Linked DNA regions of Mus musculus: all the other regions are linked to region 2. A link is a contact called in public promoter capture Hi-C data. All regions are on one chromosome and are shown on one strand. Each heading gives the region's core, a stretch centred on a gene start, on an enhancer-like site or on the middle of the called end of the contact. The rest is flanking DNA. Distances are from core to core; before and after follow the strand shown.

Region 1 (3,040 bases), core at 20-2,519, 2.4 Mb after region 2:
TAATCCTTGTGCTTTCCCATGGACAGCTCTTTTTTTTTTGGGGGGGGGGGGAGGGAGTTTTTTTCGAGGCAGGGTTTCTCTGTGTAGCCCTGGCTGTCCTGGCACTCACTTTGTAGACCAGGCTGGCCTGAAACTCAGAAATCTGCCTGCCTCTGCCTCTGCCTCCCAAATGCTGGGATTAAAGGCGTGCGCCACCACCGCCCCGGCGCCCTGTACAGCTCTTATCTGAACCTTTTACCCATCGACAATGGAATGTTAGGGCTTGAGTCATTGTGAAAGGTTTTGGGGGTGAAATTCTCATTTTTTTTTTCTATTGAGTAGAGACTAAAGAACCAAGAAAACAAGAGCTGGAAGGATAGCTCAGCAGTAAAGAGCACCTGCTGTTCTTGCATGTGATCTGAGTTTGGTTTCCAGCACCCACATGGTGACACACAGCCAACCACTGGCATGCAGAAGGCACACATACATGCAGGCCAACCGTTCATGCATAAAAGTAAAATAAATCTAAAGAAAAAAAGGATGCTCCCTGGAGACTTTGAAGAGCTCTGGCCCCACCTCCTGTATGATGAGACAACGTGGATCTGTGGTTCTGTGGAGTTCTATCTGTAGTGCTTTGTTCTGTAAGCCTAGGAAACATCCCCACCCTAAATAACTGTTGGTCAGCGCTGCTGAACATTGGGGGAGGGGGAGGGGGAGGGGGAGGGGGGAGGGGCGGCACTGAGCCACACGATGGTGGTAGGTGCCTCCCCCCCCCCACGTCCTTCACAGCTTCTACCCACAAATCAAGGACACTTTAAATCCCTCTAAGTCCCATCCCTGAGCCTCCAGGCAGCTGCTCTCCACTGGCAGACAGGGATCTCTGGCTATGTGGCCAGGAATTCTGATATCTCAGAGTATGGTGGGGGTGGGGTAGGAGAGGGGTTGGTATCACAGTGGGGTCTGTGGATGGACCTGCCTTTCACGATGCAGCAGACCGGACATAAGCTTGATTTCAACTTTAGGACATTAAAGAAAGTCACATCACGCGTGACTCGCAAGTTCAAGTGAAAAGGAGACATTAGGGGGTGCTACCAACCCTGACTCCAGAAGAGAATGAGGAGGCTGTCACTCTCCAAGGTCACCTGCCTGGCCCTAGAGTCCAAAGGTGAGTCGGGAGAGGAAGGGTGTGCAGAAAGACGGCTCTAGCTCAAAGGCTTACTTCGAGGCGATCAGCCTGGAGGCTCCCCATTCTCTGCCCCTCCAGGTGTCCAATCCCACTTCTGCCACCCAGTGCAAGGGGTTGGCGGGACCGGACTAAAGTTCAACTCTAGCGTCTTGGAGGGCGCGACCTGGGTGTGGCTAGAGACAGCCACGCCTTCCAACGACCCGCCCCTCAATTAAGTCCCGCCCCCACCTCCGCAAGCTCCACAGAACACTGCGGAGCGCTCAGGATGCGCCGAACGTCTGCGACCCTTCGGGGCCGAGCGAGGCCGCGGTGGCGTGCTGGGAACACAACGCCTGTCCCAGTGAACCAGACAGGTGAGGGCTAGGGCCGCAGTTCTCAGTGCCCTCTTCACCGACGGAGAAGTAGAGGGGCGAGGGGCTGCTGTGCTGGGGACCCTGTCCAGGAAGGGGGCGTGCATCGCACTGCCAGGGCCTTCTCGAGAACGAACTTTCTTCTTGACTTCCCGCCGATCCAGCGGGCGACCCCAACTGAGCCGAAACGGGGCGGCGAGCGGCCCGAAACCAGGCGGCGGGCACCTCTTAGCGTTTGCACGGATTCGGCGACGGTCGCCCCGCGCAGTCCCAGGTGCCTGCGGAAGTCGGAGCCGGCTTCACCTGGCGGGGTGTGCGGCCCGGGGTTGGAGGGAGTCATGGAAATGTCTTCTGGGTTGCAGAGAGTTGTTATCATCTTTGTTGATTACTCCAGCCACACTTTACCAAAGGGAAAGTGAGCCTGTGATAGAGGAGATGGGAGGTTATCCAGCAACCAGGACCCGGGCTGCATCTAGGCTGTCAAAGGTCAGAGGTCTCCGGGAGGAGGGAAAATGGTTGTTAAGTGTGCCGAAGAGGGTTCTACACTTGATCTTAGCCAAAAGGGCGAGAAGCGATGCTGATGTCAGCTTTGCTAACTCTTAGAAACACCACCAAAACCACATTCCTCCCAAGAGCTCAGTCCTGCGCATCCAGGAGGTTTCCTGCCTCTGTGGAGGGCTTAGCTGCATTGCACTGGAGGAAGCTGAGGATCTGTAGGCACATTGCCCTCACCCTAGAGCAGTGCTTCTCAACCGTCATAATGCTGCGACCCTTTAATACGGTTCCTCGTGCTGTGGTAACCCCCAACCATAAATTTATTTCCATTGCTGCTTCATAACTGTAATCCTGCTAGTTATGAATCCTATTGCAAATAACTGTGTTTTCTAACGGTCTTAGGAGATCCCTGTGAAAGGGTCGACTGACCCCCAGGTTGAGAAACCTTTAGTGGGTTTGATCCGTTTGATACCATCCCATCGTGCCAGCCCATTGCTGGCCCCACAGGTGTGGCTAGTTTTAGCTTTCTAATTGTTACTCCACAGGAGCGCCTTTGTGTTAGAAGAGGCTAACTCTGGGCCTGGTACTGCTGGGGGGAAGGGGGGACATGCTTGTGAGTACCTTCTGCATAGTAGTCTGGAGGAGTAGGTGTCACCAGCTAGAAGTGGATGGCCTTGCCTAAGGTTATCCCTTGGGGTGGCCTTGGGGCCCTGCTTAATTTGCAAACAAAAGGCTATTTGCATCGGAATCTCTGGAGAAAGTCTGAGAGTCCAGTGTCTCAGTTGTCCCTTGCCCTACCTGGCATCAGGAGGAATCCACATCCTCACAGTGTGTCCTTGGCACCCAGTTTCTAAGCATGTCCCAGGCTCCTTGTTGTAGTTCTGGTTGTAGTCCTCTCTTACTAGGGATGAGTCCCTACCCCAGTGTCTCAGTTCCCTTAGGAGATGCTAGGTGAGTGCGGTATTCCTGCCCCAAGGCTGTGGACAGGATTCCCAGAGTATAGGAGAGCCTCTTGATTAGAAGAGTCTGT
Region 2 (3,240 bases), core at 544-3,043:
CTCCCATGATATTTGAGGAGCAGTCTACTCTGTTCCTAGTAATCACCCCTTCACAAAATCACTAAGTTTTGAACTTTATCCAACACACATAGTTCTACTATAAACAAAACACCCTAGACTCACACCTCTGTGTCATATCACCAGTACACAGTCCCTGTCAAGAGCACCTCTCTAATTCTTTTGTAAAGGTTGGTCAGTTAAGCTCAAGCTAGTGTGGCAACACACCCACCATCTCAGCAACTGCTAAGGCAGAACAGCAAGCTTAAACACTTCATGTTTCAAAATAAAACACTTTTTTTGACCTCTGGATTCCAGTGGGTAATAAACTAGCTCCTACTTTATATTGGAGTAAAATACTTAAGACAGACCAGCAGTTGCTCCCCAAAACACGCACAACTTATATACTCCAAGTTTAGAAACTAAAACTATCTCACTTTGACAACTAAAGAAATGTATATAAACCCATATGCTAAACATTTCCATCCAAATAATTATTTGCCTAATTTAGAAAGACAGTACAATTACTTTCGGTCATTTTTGGATATTTCCAAACCAAGTTCTGAGTTACTATAACGACCAAATATTAAGCCAATTATCACATGGTTACCATTGTGAAGTTTGTAATTACTATGTAAAGACTGTTATGTATTTAAATTTTTTAGTAAGGGGGAAAAAAAAAACCCATGAGACTTCCCTACTTAAGAACATTCAAGTTTATAGCATTAGTGCATCGTCAAACAGCCTGGAAAAAGTTTTCTGGCTGTGAAGACTTCTACACTAGCGGACTGAGAGAATGGGGGGTGGGGCGGTGAAGCCACTCTTTTAAAAAGTGTCTCATCCCTCAAACAGCATTCTGGACACTAACCTAAAAGGGCAGCAAACAGAAAACAAGGTCACTATTTGCCCAAGGGAGGAACAGGTTTTACCCACCTGGAGTCCTTGACTGTGTCCCAGAATGCAACGCTCTAATCCCAACCCAGAAGAACCCAGCGACGGAAAGGCCTTTGAAACCACACCCCAAGTCATAAGGGATACAATAAAGTTAACTACAATCCTCCCTTACTTTCCACAATCCCATTTGCTAATTATATTAACGTAGGTACTACCTTCCTGCGCATCTCAGGATTTAAAACTCAAAACTTCCTCAAAAGCCCCAAACGTGGCCAATATGGACTAGCAGTTGAAGGTAACGTAGCCACCACCACCCCAATCCTTCCGAAGGCAATCTCGAGTTTTCAATTTGATCTTGAAGCCCTTTAACAACGCCCCGTGTTACAGCGTCTGGAGCCGTTACCCATCAGACACTCGATAATGCCCGTCGGGTGCGTTTCCGGGGACTTCCCCTCCCGGCCAGTCCGGGCCAGTGCGGTTTGCGGTCGTGAACTCCCAGACTAGGCGCTGCCCACCCATCTAACGACTCCCCATCTCCTGCGATCCCCGCAACACTACACAAAGCAAGGCTGCCCGGACGGACGGAGGCCTCTAAGGGGGTCCGAGTCCCGACCACCAGGTCTGACCTCCCAGCGCGGCCCTCCTCCGCAGGCGCTCCTCACCGGTACTCGTAGTGCTCATCGAAGTACTTGTCTGAGTAGTAGATCTGCTTGTGGGCCATCCTGCCGGCGCGCAGAGGAGTAAGCGGGATCAGGAAACCGGGCGCAAGGGGCTCTACGTCCGCCTAGGGCCGACGCAACGACTCGAATGAGGCCAACGACCGCAGGCCCAACGCTCTGGATTTGAATCCGACAGCCCTCCGCCGATTGGGCGAAGCCACCAACCAATCACGCTCCGCGCAGACCTCGAGGACAGGTAACCAATCAGAAGCCTGTTGCAAGATTGCGAGGGCGGGAGTAAGGATTGGCTAACGATTCAGCGAGGAGCGCCCGGCGACCCCAAGAGATATTGAGAAGGGCGGAGCCGAGTCGTTAAGTGCCTCGCAGCGCGTGCGCAGTGGTTTAGAACGTGCCTGGGGGCAGAACCGTTGGGTGGTGGGCGGACACGAGATGAGGTATCCGGGGCTCTGGGGGCCGGAGCGGCACGAGACGCCTGGGGGGCGGTCTCTGTGGTCAGGGAAGTCCAGCTGCGGAGCGTTCCAGAGGGTAAGGTGCCCTCCGCTGCCCCTGATGGCAACGCTAATTACGCTTGGCTGCGAGCTAGTCCCATCTTAAAAAGATGTGCTCATGTAAAAGGAAGTTGAAAGGGTGTTAAGTCGTGGTTTCGTGCAGCAAGTTACATATAACAACCATTTTCTACAATGAGCAGGTGTCATTTTTCTTTTAATATTTTTGCGATTTGTTGCAGTGGATGAATTGCTCTGGTGTGGCTGTTAGGATAACAAAGTAACCCACGGCAGCTGGGCGTACTGGCCCACACCTTTAATCCCTGTACTCCAATGCCAGGTCAACACCCCTCCCTCCTCCTTTTTTTTTTTTAGTTTGGTTTGGTTTTTGTTTTTTCGGAGACTGGCTTTTCCTGTGTAGCTCTGGCTGTCCTGGAACTCACTCTGTAAACCAGGCTGGCCTCGAACTCAGAAATCCATTTGCCTCTGCCTCCCAAATGCTGGGATTAAAGGCGTGCGCCACCACCGCCCGGCTGTTTTTTGTTTTGTTTTGTTTTGTTTTGTTTTTGAGACAGAGTTTCTCTGTGTAGCCCTGGCTATCCTGGAACTCGCTCTGTACACCAAGCTGGCCTCAAACTCAGCGATCCTCCTGCCCCTGCCTCCCCAGTGCTGGGATTAAAAGTGGATGCCCCATCACCGTCCAGCTTCAGCCTAATATCTTTAACAGATGGTAGGATAGCAAAGTGTGATCCTGTCTAAAATAATAAAAACGGAAGTCAGCATGTAACTACAATTTTATTTTTTTATAGAGTTGGGTAATCAGGTGCCTGCAATCTTTTAACGACAGGTTTCCCGACTTCACTTGGCCCTCAGTTAAAGAGAACACAAGATCGTCTGACTTCTTGCACAACTTTAAAGTTATTTTTAGCACTAAAATAATAAAGGTGCTAATTGCCTACCGATATTATCACGTGAGACAACAGGTGGGATTAAAATTTCAACATGTAAATAGGAGGATGTAAGCATACACTCTATAACACAAATAATATGGAGGTATGAGTTCTGTTCTGAAAGATCTTTAATTACTATCTAAGCAGTGGTTCTCAACCTTCCTGATGCTGCAGCCCTTTGATGCAAGTGGTGATCCTTAACTTTATAATATTTTGTTGCTACTTCATAACTAT
Region 3 (2,798 bases), core at 127-2,626, 2.4 Mb after region 2:
GTCTGTCCATGCTGTCTGTCCCCTCTGCAGGCACAGATTAGTGCTGAGGACAGCTGCCTGCTGACTCTGCATTTGCCTGGCCGGTGGGGAACCTGAGCAAACCTCGCTTTCTGCAGTTTTTAGCAAGGGGCAGGAATGTATTGATCAATACCACTGGGTCCAAGAGTTTGGAGCTCTAAGTGACCTTGTAAGTCAATCTCCAGATTCCTTTCGAGCCTCTCACTCCCAAGATGAGAGGTTGCAGCACTGGGGAGGACAGAGACAGACACGGAGGGCTCAGGGACCCAGGGGGTTCCTGGACTGTCCGGGAAGTGCATCCAGACCTGGGGCCTCCATTCCTGGTCTTGGTCCTGGTCTGGTTCCAATATCTCAAGTTACAGCTCTAAAGTGTGCCAGACTAGCCGCACCAGCGGAGAAGCAAAATCTGGTGCCTGCTGCCATTGCTGGCTGTGAGGGTCCTGCCTCCCCGACCCTCGCAGATCTCCATTTCCTAGCTGGGCCTGGGCTTGGGGCCTTCCTGTGGTTGGTACCAGAGCTTGAAGAGCCAGGCCTATGTACAACAGAAGGGAAACAAGTTGGGAGGCAGAAAGATTTATCACCTGAGGCCACACATTTTACAGTTAGGAAAATTGAGGCTCGGTCAGACTACATGACTTCCTTAACTAGGCGGCAATGCCAGCCATTTGTCCTCTGTGTAAATGGGGGACTTGGTAGAACGAGGACCCACTAAGTTCTCTGTTAAGTCTCAATTCATCACTGTCCGGTCGAGGCCCTGTGGACTTCCGTTCGGTCCCTGGTTGCCAATGAACTCCCACCAGCCTTTTATGCCAGACTTGACCTCCTATGTGACCTTGGGTAATTCTCGTCTCTTTTAAGACTCGGTTTCTTCATCCAGGAGATGGGAGTGGGGTGGCCAGAGCGTAGCAGCAGAAAATTGAACTGAGAAGTTCACAATAACCTCCTAACCTCCGCAAAAAGCAGGCACAAGACCGGGAGGAGGGGCAGGGCATAGGCGAAGGGACGCCGACCCGGGTAGCTATTGGAGAGGCTGTGAATGGGGCGAGCCTTGAGCCGGGACGTGGCTTGAGTTCTCTGGTCCAGACAAGGACTTGGGTACTGAGTTTCTCCGCTAGGTCACTTATGCTAGCTGGAGCGGGACTCCCGGCGTCGCTACAGGAGAAGCTCCTCAGGGGCCGAGCTCTCTGCTGCGCGTAGTATAGAGTTAGGGAAGTTGTTTAGAGCCCGAGCCGCCCCACGGCTGACGCGTCTCCAGTGCGAAGTACAGAAAGGGGCGTGGCTAATCGGAGGGAGGGGCTTGGGGGCTAAGATGTCGTCGCTGGGCGGGACCTATAGGGAAGAGGCGGGGCTTAGGGCCAGGCCTGCGGGCGGCGGTCACCGGAGCCCTCGCGCCGGGCGGCGGACAGCCGAGGACGACGGGGCGGCGCCGTGTCCTCCGCCATGACAGGTGGGCGCGGGTCCAGGAGGGCGACGGGAGCCGTGTGACCTTGGCGTCAGCTGGCGCCGGCGACGCGGGCGTAAGAGGCGCGCGGCGGCGGGGTGTCCCGGGCTCTGCGCGACGGGCCGGGGGCGCCAGGGGTCTCGGGTGCTGAGTGGGGGGCCGTCGCGGGTCGAGGAGGAAGAGCAGCAGGTGAGCGCTCTCCCGGTGCACTGCACCGGCTGCGCCTGCGGAACGGGCGGTGTCCCGGGACGGGATGGATCTGAGAGAGGGAAATGGTGCTCCTCGCCAGTCTGCTGAGACTTTAGAGCGCCGCTTGCACACAACCCCCTTGGAGGCGGGACCGGCGCTGCAAACCTGGGTAGCTTGTAGTACCAGGGAGACGCCCGTGTTTCCCGCTCTAGATGGGTCTAGAGAATTCGGACCCAACAACTGGATCCCTCTTCTCCAGGATGGCTTGGTTGCCCCAGCCCAACCCTTTTGCTCTGGGGACTCACCCACTTTATTCCTGATCCCAGAGGGACACAGTGACATTGCTGTGCTAAGTTCTCTCGGTAAAAGATCCGATGAGAGGATGAGTCAGCGAGGGACCCCTGCTGCCTTAGAGCCTAGGGAACGTGATAGCTACCAGATGCACTTTTTTTCTGGGAGTCTCTTGTACTTCATATGGCAGAGTTCACCTGGGATAGCCCAGAGAGATGAGGTAACCCCAGAAATCCCAGGGGTCTCTAAACTGGAGTCAGCGTTGGGCATGCACAAAAATAAGACCTCATAGGTTGCAACCTGGTGACTTCTAGAACAGGTTAGAGGAGACCCCATCTTCCAGGCCCTTCTTGTTTGGAGCTGCAATTTCTGAGCATTATGTGTAGAGCCCCTAATATACACTCTTGTTCAGAATAGCCATTTGGGGGCAGAAGGAATATTCTCATGTCTGTGTAGGAATGGGAAGATAAAATCTCAGGTTGGGTAAGTGCCCCCAGACCACCCTGCTGGTCAGTGGTAGGAGCAGAATGGGAGCCTTGGCCTCAGCCTCTGGTTTCCCAGATCCTCTAGTAAGTTCATCAGGATGTGTGGGACAGATCTCGCCTGTGCTGGCCTCCAAGGGCCCATTGTAGAGACAGGATACCCATGGAAAATGAGACATCCCACCTCCAGGAGAACAGGTAGTTGTGGGGGTGGAGAACTTTTAGCTGGAAGGACACAGGCAGGCCTTGATTGTGGCAATAATACGCTTTCCTCTCTGCAGTCTACTTGCTGGCGCTTTGACACTTCTAAGCATCCCACCTTTTTCTAGTGGGAGATGGAGACTGAAAAGCAGAAGTCTGAGAGGGTTGGATGGGCA

The links. Promoter capture Hi-C pulls out the DNA fragments that hold promoters and counts their contacts.
Region 1: a promoter capture Hi-C map of pre-B cells shows a contact between it and region 2. The contact joins the promoter of Susd3 here to the promoter of Cks2 in region 2.
Region 3: a contact with region 2 is called in a promoter capture Hi-C map of embryonic stem cells. The contact joins the promoter of Card19 here to the promoter of Cks2 in region 2. A contact is called at or near these places in 2 of 39 promoter capture datasets (embryonic stem cells and liver) and 1 of 115 datasets of contacts at active chromatin or transcription factors (stem cell-derived neural progenitor cells).

The regions. Positions count from the first base shown.
Region 1 is chr13:49,246,523-49,249,562 of GRCm38.p6, reverse strand. It overlaps Susd3 (sushi domain containing 3), which reads left to right and starts at 1,269. Exons shown (of 5, transcript NM_025491.4): 1 at 1,269-1,518. The coding sequence starts at 1,431.
Region 2 is chr13:51,643,785-51,647,024 of GRCm38.p6, reverse strand. Cks2 (CDC28 protein kinase regulatory subunit 2) reads right to left here and starts at 1,793. Exons shown (of 3, transcript NM_025415.3): 1 at 1,554-1,793. The coding sequence starts at 1,612.
Region 3 is chr13:49,214,604-49,217,401 of GRCm38.p6, reverse strand. Card19 (caspase recruitment domain family, member 19) reads left to right here and starts at 1,376. Exons shown (of 6, transcript NM_026738.2): 1 at 1,376-1,465. The coding sequence starts at 1,459.